Regions from separate parts of the Macaca mulatta genome. Here region 2 is linked to region 1. Evidence: chromatin contacts called from public Hi-C data. All regions are on one chromosome and are shown on one strand. Each heading gives the region's core, a stretch centred on a gene start, on an enhancer-like site or on the middle of the called end of the contact. The rest is flanking DNA. Distances are from core to core; before and after follow the strand shown. Region 1 overlaps SULF2 (sulfatase 2). Region 2 holds the start of SULF2 (sulfatase 2).

What was found. A called contact is a pair of places that touch in the nucleus more often than the background predicts.
Region 2: a Hi-C map of fetal cortex germinal zone shows a contact between it and region 1, with 4 times the contacts expected there. The contact joins the promoter of SULF2 here to the enhancer-like site in region 1. A contact is called at or near these places in 4 of 14 Hi-C or Micro-C datasets (cortical neurons, fetal cortex germinal zone, fetal cortical plate and 1 more).

The regions. Positions count from the first base shown.
Region 1 is chr10:100,503,056-100,506,121 of T2T-MMU8v2.0, forward strand. SULF2 (sulfatase 2) reads right to left here. Exons shown (of 20, transcript XM_028828493.2): 7 at 1,920-2,095. Among named protein-coding and RNA genes, the nearest start is that of SULF2, 110 kb to the right of the region's middle. Within about 2 kb of position 1,471, at least 10 of the 40 cell types and tissues checked have an H3K27ac peak or open chromatin away from gene starts, as enhancers often do. A contact at or near this core is called in fetal cortex germinal zone, where this site is marked.
Region 2 is chr10:100,608,504-100,611,569 of T2T-MMU8v2.0, forward strand. SULF2 (sulfatase 2) reads right to left here and starts at 1,472. Exons shown (of 20, transcript XM_028828493.2): 1 at 646-1,472. The coding sequence starts at 785.

The sequences.
Region 1 (3,066 bases), core at 221-2,720:
ATTGAGAGTTAAGAAATAAGAGCTTCCCAGTGGCATTGTAAGACTGCTGGATCCAGCCATGCCTGAGGCTGGAGCTGTGCATGGATTTTTCAGCAACTATAGTTACTGCGTTCTTTTTTATCTTATATGCTTTATCTGGTTCAAAGGTCGTTTCTGCTTGCAACCAAAGGAGTCCTGGCTGACAGATACTGTGTGTCTTTGGTCCCAAACCTGACATGAGCACTCTCTTTTTCTTGACCATGTGGGATGGGGTTTTGGGTCCTATGAGTCAGATCACAGATGCCAAGGCTGACCAAACCCCCAGTGTCAGTGTTTGTAGAGCCCTCAGTGGGTCAGATGCTTTCTGTTCTCAGGGATGGTTTGAGGTTTCTGACAGGTGTGGCACATGGGAATAGACACTGCCTGGCTTCAAGCCCCAGCCCCTTCCCTTACTTGCTCTGTCACCTCAGGCAACTTAACCTCTCTGTGCCTCAGTGGCCTTGGGTGTAAAACGGGGCCACTATGTGCATCCACGTCACAGGGCTGTTGTGATGCTGCAATGAATTATTATTAATTTTTTTTGAGATGGAGTCTCACTGTCGCCCAGCCTGGAGTGCAGTGGCATGATCTCGGCTCACTGCAACCTCCGCCTCCCGGGTTCAAGCAATTCTCCTGCCTCAGCCTCCTGGGTGCTGGGATTACAGGTGTATGCCACCATGTCCAGCTAATTTTTGTATTTTTAGTAGAGGTAGGGTTTCACCAAGTTGGCCAGGCTGGTCTCGAACTCTTGACCTCAAATGATCCGCCCACCTGGGCCTCCCAAAGTGCTAGGATTACAGGCGTGAGCCACAGGGCCCGGCCTGCAGTGAATCATTATGTAGTTCTTAGACCAGGCCCTGAAGAGTAGACACTCCATACGCGTGGGCTTTCGTTATTACAGCTCTTATTCCGGGGGGGGTGGTGCTGAGAGCCAAAGACGGGCATGATCTGATAAGGTCAACAGACAGTCATCACTTTCTCTGGCCTTGAACTCATGCAGCCTGCCTCCTGGAATTCTCGCAAAATGTCCAAGGCAGTGGGAACATGTCAGTCTGGAATTCCACACTGCACTGTCTGCCTCTTCTGAAGGAATTCTGCAGCCAGCCCTGTGTGAGTGCTGGGTGTGTGTTCCCACATCTGGGCATGGGCAGAAGTCAGACCAAATGAGAGTCTTAATAGCAACACATCTGCTTTTCAAAAACCCCATTTGAGCCAGTCTCCATAATATCCCAGCCGATCCAAGGAAGCTGCTGCCATGAACAGCGGCCTGTCCGCTCCCCTGCCCCAGACGCAGCATGTTCGCTGCCAGAACGTGTCATCTCAAAGGTTAACCCAAGGAGAATTGCTGGCTGAGGGCTGCGGCCCACGTGGTCCTCCAGGAAGGATGGGCGGGGAAAAGCATTTCCCTTTGTGCTGCTGCCCGGAGCTGGCTCAGCTGATGCCGGCTGACAACCAGCTGCCTGTGCTGAGGTCCGGGATTCCTCCCTGACAACCTCCAGGCCCAATGGCCGCCCAGCCCAGAACAGAAATCCAAGCGCCGTTCCCACCTGCTGGTGACGCGCGCGTGCGCGCACACACGTATACAGCCCGGAACAGAAATCCAAGCGCCGTTCCCACCTGCTGGTGACGCGTGTGTGCGCGCACACACGTATACAGCCCAGCTCCCTGGATTTCCTGGCATACAGCCACACCACAATCAATCTGCTTCCACAGGTGCTCACGGCCCTGGCCTCTCCTTCCCCAGCAGAGGGGTATGAAATGCATGACATAATTGCTTTCCGTTGGCCCTGGGGTTCATCTGTCAGAACTGTGTGCCACCCAGGGTGTGGTTTGGGCTGCACGGTTGCAGCCCTGAGCTGGGCCCAGGGGCCCCCTGGATCCCTGGGGGATGCCATACTTACAGAGAGCCAGCTTCCACGTTGGGGCCCCTCACATAGAACGGGACCCTGATGTCAAACTCGTACGGCATGGATTTCCCTTTGACCAGGCCAAACTGGCCGATGTGGTAGCCGTGGTCGGCGGTGTACACGATGTACGTGTTGTCCAGCTCGCCCGTCTCAACCAGCATGTTGTAAATCTGCAACACAGGCGAGGAGGCAAGGGGCAGTGGGGACCGGGTGCCTGACCTGTCTCCGACCTGGGGTGGCAGGGGCTTGAGATCTCAGTTCCCATCCTTCCCCTGCTTCAGGTCTTCGCTTAACGTTCCCAGGGGCTGTCCCCTTTGTCACTGCACCTTCCTGCCTCCCGTCACTCCCTGGCCCGCCCTCTCCTCCACGGTTCTTCGCAGCCCTTCTCGGCCTCCATCTCTTTTGCTTATCTGTGGATCGTCTGTGTCCCTGCCTTGGCATGCCATGCTGCCTCCATTAGGGCAGAAACTTTTGTCATTTTGTTCCCTGCTTGCTGTATTTCACGTACACTGGCACTCAATAAATGCTATCGGGTGAATGAATGAAATGAGTGAAACTTGGGCTGCAGCCTGTGGCAGGACATTGCCATCTGGAAGGGCGCCGTGTGGCAGAACTTTCTGCATTGGTGGCCGTGTAAATGTCTGCACTGTCCGATACGGTGGCCTCCAGATGCACGAACCTACTGAGCACGTGAAATGAGGCTTGTGTGACAGAAGAACTGACTTTATAATGTTACTGTATTCAGTTTAAATAGCCATGGCGAAATAAAATGTGACAATACCCATACAACGGGGTACTATTCAGCAATAACAGGGAATGAGGGGGACGGATTCATGGGATACCAGGGGTGAAGCTGGAACACATGGCGCTAAGTGAAAGAAAGGCACTGGGCACAGAGGCCTCAGCGTGTACGCTTCCATTTATAGGAAATGTGCAGAACACCAAATCTATAGAGACAGAAAAGAGATCATCAGTTGTCTGGGGCTGGGGGTGAGGGAGATTTAGTGGGTAGTGACTAAGGGCTGTGAGGTTTCTCTCTGGGGTAAGAAAAATGTCCTCACATGGATGTGGTGATGGTTATACAACTCTGGGTGTATTAAAACCACAGAATTGCACACTTTAATGGGAGGAATTGTATGGT
Region 2 (3,066 bases), core at 222-2,721, 110 kb after region 1:
GCCGCGGGGCGCAGGGGACTCCGCGCCGCCGCCGCTGCTGCTGCTGCCGCTGCCGCTCCCGCCGCCGCCGCCGCCGCTGCATCCCGAGGCGAGCGCGGCTGCTCCTCCTCCTGCCTCCTCCCCGCCCCCCAGCGCCGCCGCCGCTGCCGCCGCCGCCCCCGGCCCCCGCCCCGCGCGCTGCCCAAGCCAAAGTCCGGCTCCGCGCCCCGCCCGAACCGCTCTTAAATCGCCCCAGCCCGGCCGGCCGCGCTGCCCCAGCCAGCCCCTTGGCACGGCGCTGCCGCCCCCTGCCCGCCGGCCTCCGCGCAGGGAAGGCGGGCGCGCTTCGGGGCGGGGAGCGTCGGGCCGGGAGCAGCGGACGGCGGGGGCCCGGGGCGCGGGGGGCCCAGCCAAGGTGCCCTCCTCTAGCCCTCCGCGCGCGAGCGCTTTTACCTCCGGCTCGGGGGACGCGCGGCCCGCGACCCGGCTCTGCCTGTCCCCGGCGCACGGCCCCGGCCCCGGCCCCGAAGTCCAGCTCCGGACGGGGCAGTGGACGCAGAGCTGGGGTCCCGGCGGCTCTCGGCCTCTGGATGCCTCCGGACCCGGCTGGCCGCGCTCCCGGCGCCGAGCGCGCACCCTCGCCGGGAAACACAGACGCACACTCACCCGACACACTCTCGCTCCCGCTTGCCCTCGGTGGAGAGTTGAAACAGATGTGGGATTCGCCCAGGAGCTGGAAACGAGGGAGGGAAGCGAGCCAGAGCCGTGTGTGCGTGTGTGTGTGTAACACACAAACCAGGGGGCATCGCTAATAAATCAAATATCGTGATAAATTCAGGAGGGCCATCGATCAGGTCCACTTGGCTGGAAACGACGTGAATCTGCCTCTTTTCTGCTTTCTTCTCCTCTCTCGGAGCTGGAGGGAGCCAAGTGTTTCGCGGGGCGTGCGACAGCCCCGACCGGGCGCTCCCCTCGTAATGACACGTTAATAAATGTTTTCTTTTATCTGCTTTCACAGAACTCGCCCCGGTCTGCAAACACTCGACTGCCTTTGCTGAAAGCCTCGCGCTCGCCTCCAACCGCACACATTTGCCATTGGAGAGGCCGGCGCCGGCCGCGACCCCGCGGCTCAATCGCAGGGCAAACCGAGCTGCCCGTGCGCGCCCCAGAGCTCCCCGAGAAACTAACTTGGGCTCAAGTGAAAATAGCAGCTGTTGCCCAGAAATGGCCCGGGAGTAGCAAAGAAAAGAGAAACCGGCTTCTTCCGAAAGGGGAGGAATTCGACTCAAGGGGGTGCTGTCTACCGCGGTTTCCGCTGTCCCTCGCGCCACAGAAGAGGCCGGAGGGGGACCGGCCTGACGCGGGTGGGCAAAGAGCGAGCAGAGAACCCACCAGCAGCTGCAGAACACACAGCCGAGTTGCTTGCTAAGGGGAAACAGACGCCGCTGTAGGAAAGCACTTGTAAGCAGCAGTAACTTATTAAACCTTGTGACAATCTCATACAGTAAGTTACTATGCCCGTTTTACCATGGAAACCAAGAGAGGTTTAGTAACTGTCCGAAGATTGCACAATTATAAGTGGTGGATCCTGTGAAGCCAAGAAGCCTTAGCTCCAGGCTCATGCTCTTAAATCCTAGGATGTTTTTACTTTTCAACCTAGCATCTCCTTTCTGTGGTGTGATCCTCCATGCTAGACTTGTCAGAGACTTAACAAATACAGACCTCTATGGGGAGGAACTTAGTACTAAAAAATTATTCATTTTTTAATCTGAAATTCAAATCGGATCTCCTGTCTGGGTTTGGGGCTCTAGGCTCCTCCCCATAACCTCTGTTAGCCACCCCAATCAAGTTAGAGCCTAAATAAATCAGAAAAACCTTGAACTTGCTTTTCCAAATCAGGTGCTGGCCCTACCATTGGCATCACTGATAAGGCTGATCAGCTCCCACCTTCTTCGCCTTGGGACAGAATGTCAGGCTTCACCATCATAGACCAAAAAATAATGGAGACCCCTCTCCCTCCGCCTCATCTCTGTAGAAGGACATATATATAATTTAGAATTTTCTAGTAGTGCATTAGAAAGTGAAAAGAAACAGGTGAGGGCGGGGCACAGTGGCTCACGCCTGTAATCCCAGTATTTTGGAAGGCCAAGGTGGGCGGATCACTTGAGCTCAGGAGTTCAAGACCAGCATGGGCAACATGGTGAAACCCCATCTTTACAAGAAATACAAAAATTAAGCTGGGCATATTGGCATATGCCTGTGGTCCCAGCTACTCGGGAGGCTCAGGTGGGAGGATCACTTTGAGCCTGGGAGGTCAAGGCTGCAGTGAGCCATGATTGTTCCACTGTGCTCCAACCTAGGTGACAAAGTGAGACCCTGTCTGAAAAAAGCAGGTAAAATTAGTTTTAATGTTAATAATATAGTTAACCTAGAATATCCAAAATCGATCTCTTCATATAATTAATATAAAATTATTAATGAGATATTTTTACATTATTTTTTCCTACTAAGTTTTGTAAGCCGGTGTACAATCTAAACTTCACAGCGCATCTCAACTGGGACCAGCCACGTGTGGCTCAGGGTTCCCATGCTGGACAGTGCAACTCCGGCAGGTTCTGCGGTCAATGGCTGTTTCCACCAGGTCGTCTCATGTAATCCTCCTGACAATCTTTTCAAGAAAACTGATGCTTAGAGAGATAAAGGGCCTTGCCTATAGTCAAGAACTCGGCCAGTGGGATTTCAACTCATTTGCTGTCCTTGGTTTTGGGACGTGTGCCCCACTGCAGAAGCAGTTTTCTTACCGGGTCCTCAGAGACCCCTGGGGGTGCATCTGGGGCCTGGGGTGGAGGAGGGAGGCCCAGGAATGGGATCTGCCTCCCTCCTACTTTATATGTTGGGTTCTGGAGAATATTTCAGGGGTGGGGAAATTTCCACAGCAAAAAAAAGTTTTTTTTTTTTTTTTTTTTTGAGACGGAGTCTTGCTCTGTAGCCCGGGCTGGAGTGCAGTGGCCGGATCTCAGCTCACTGCAAGCTCCGCCTCCCGGGTTTACGCCATTCTCCTGCCTCAGCCTCCGGAGTAGCTGGGAC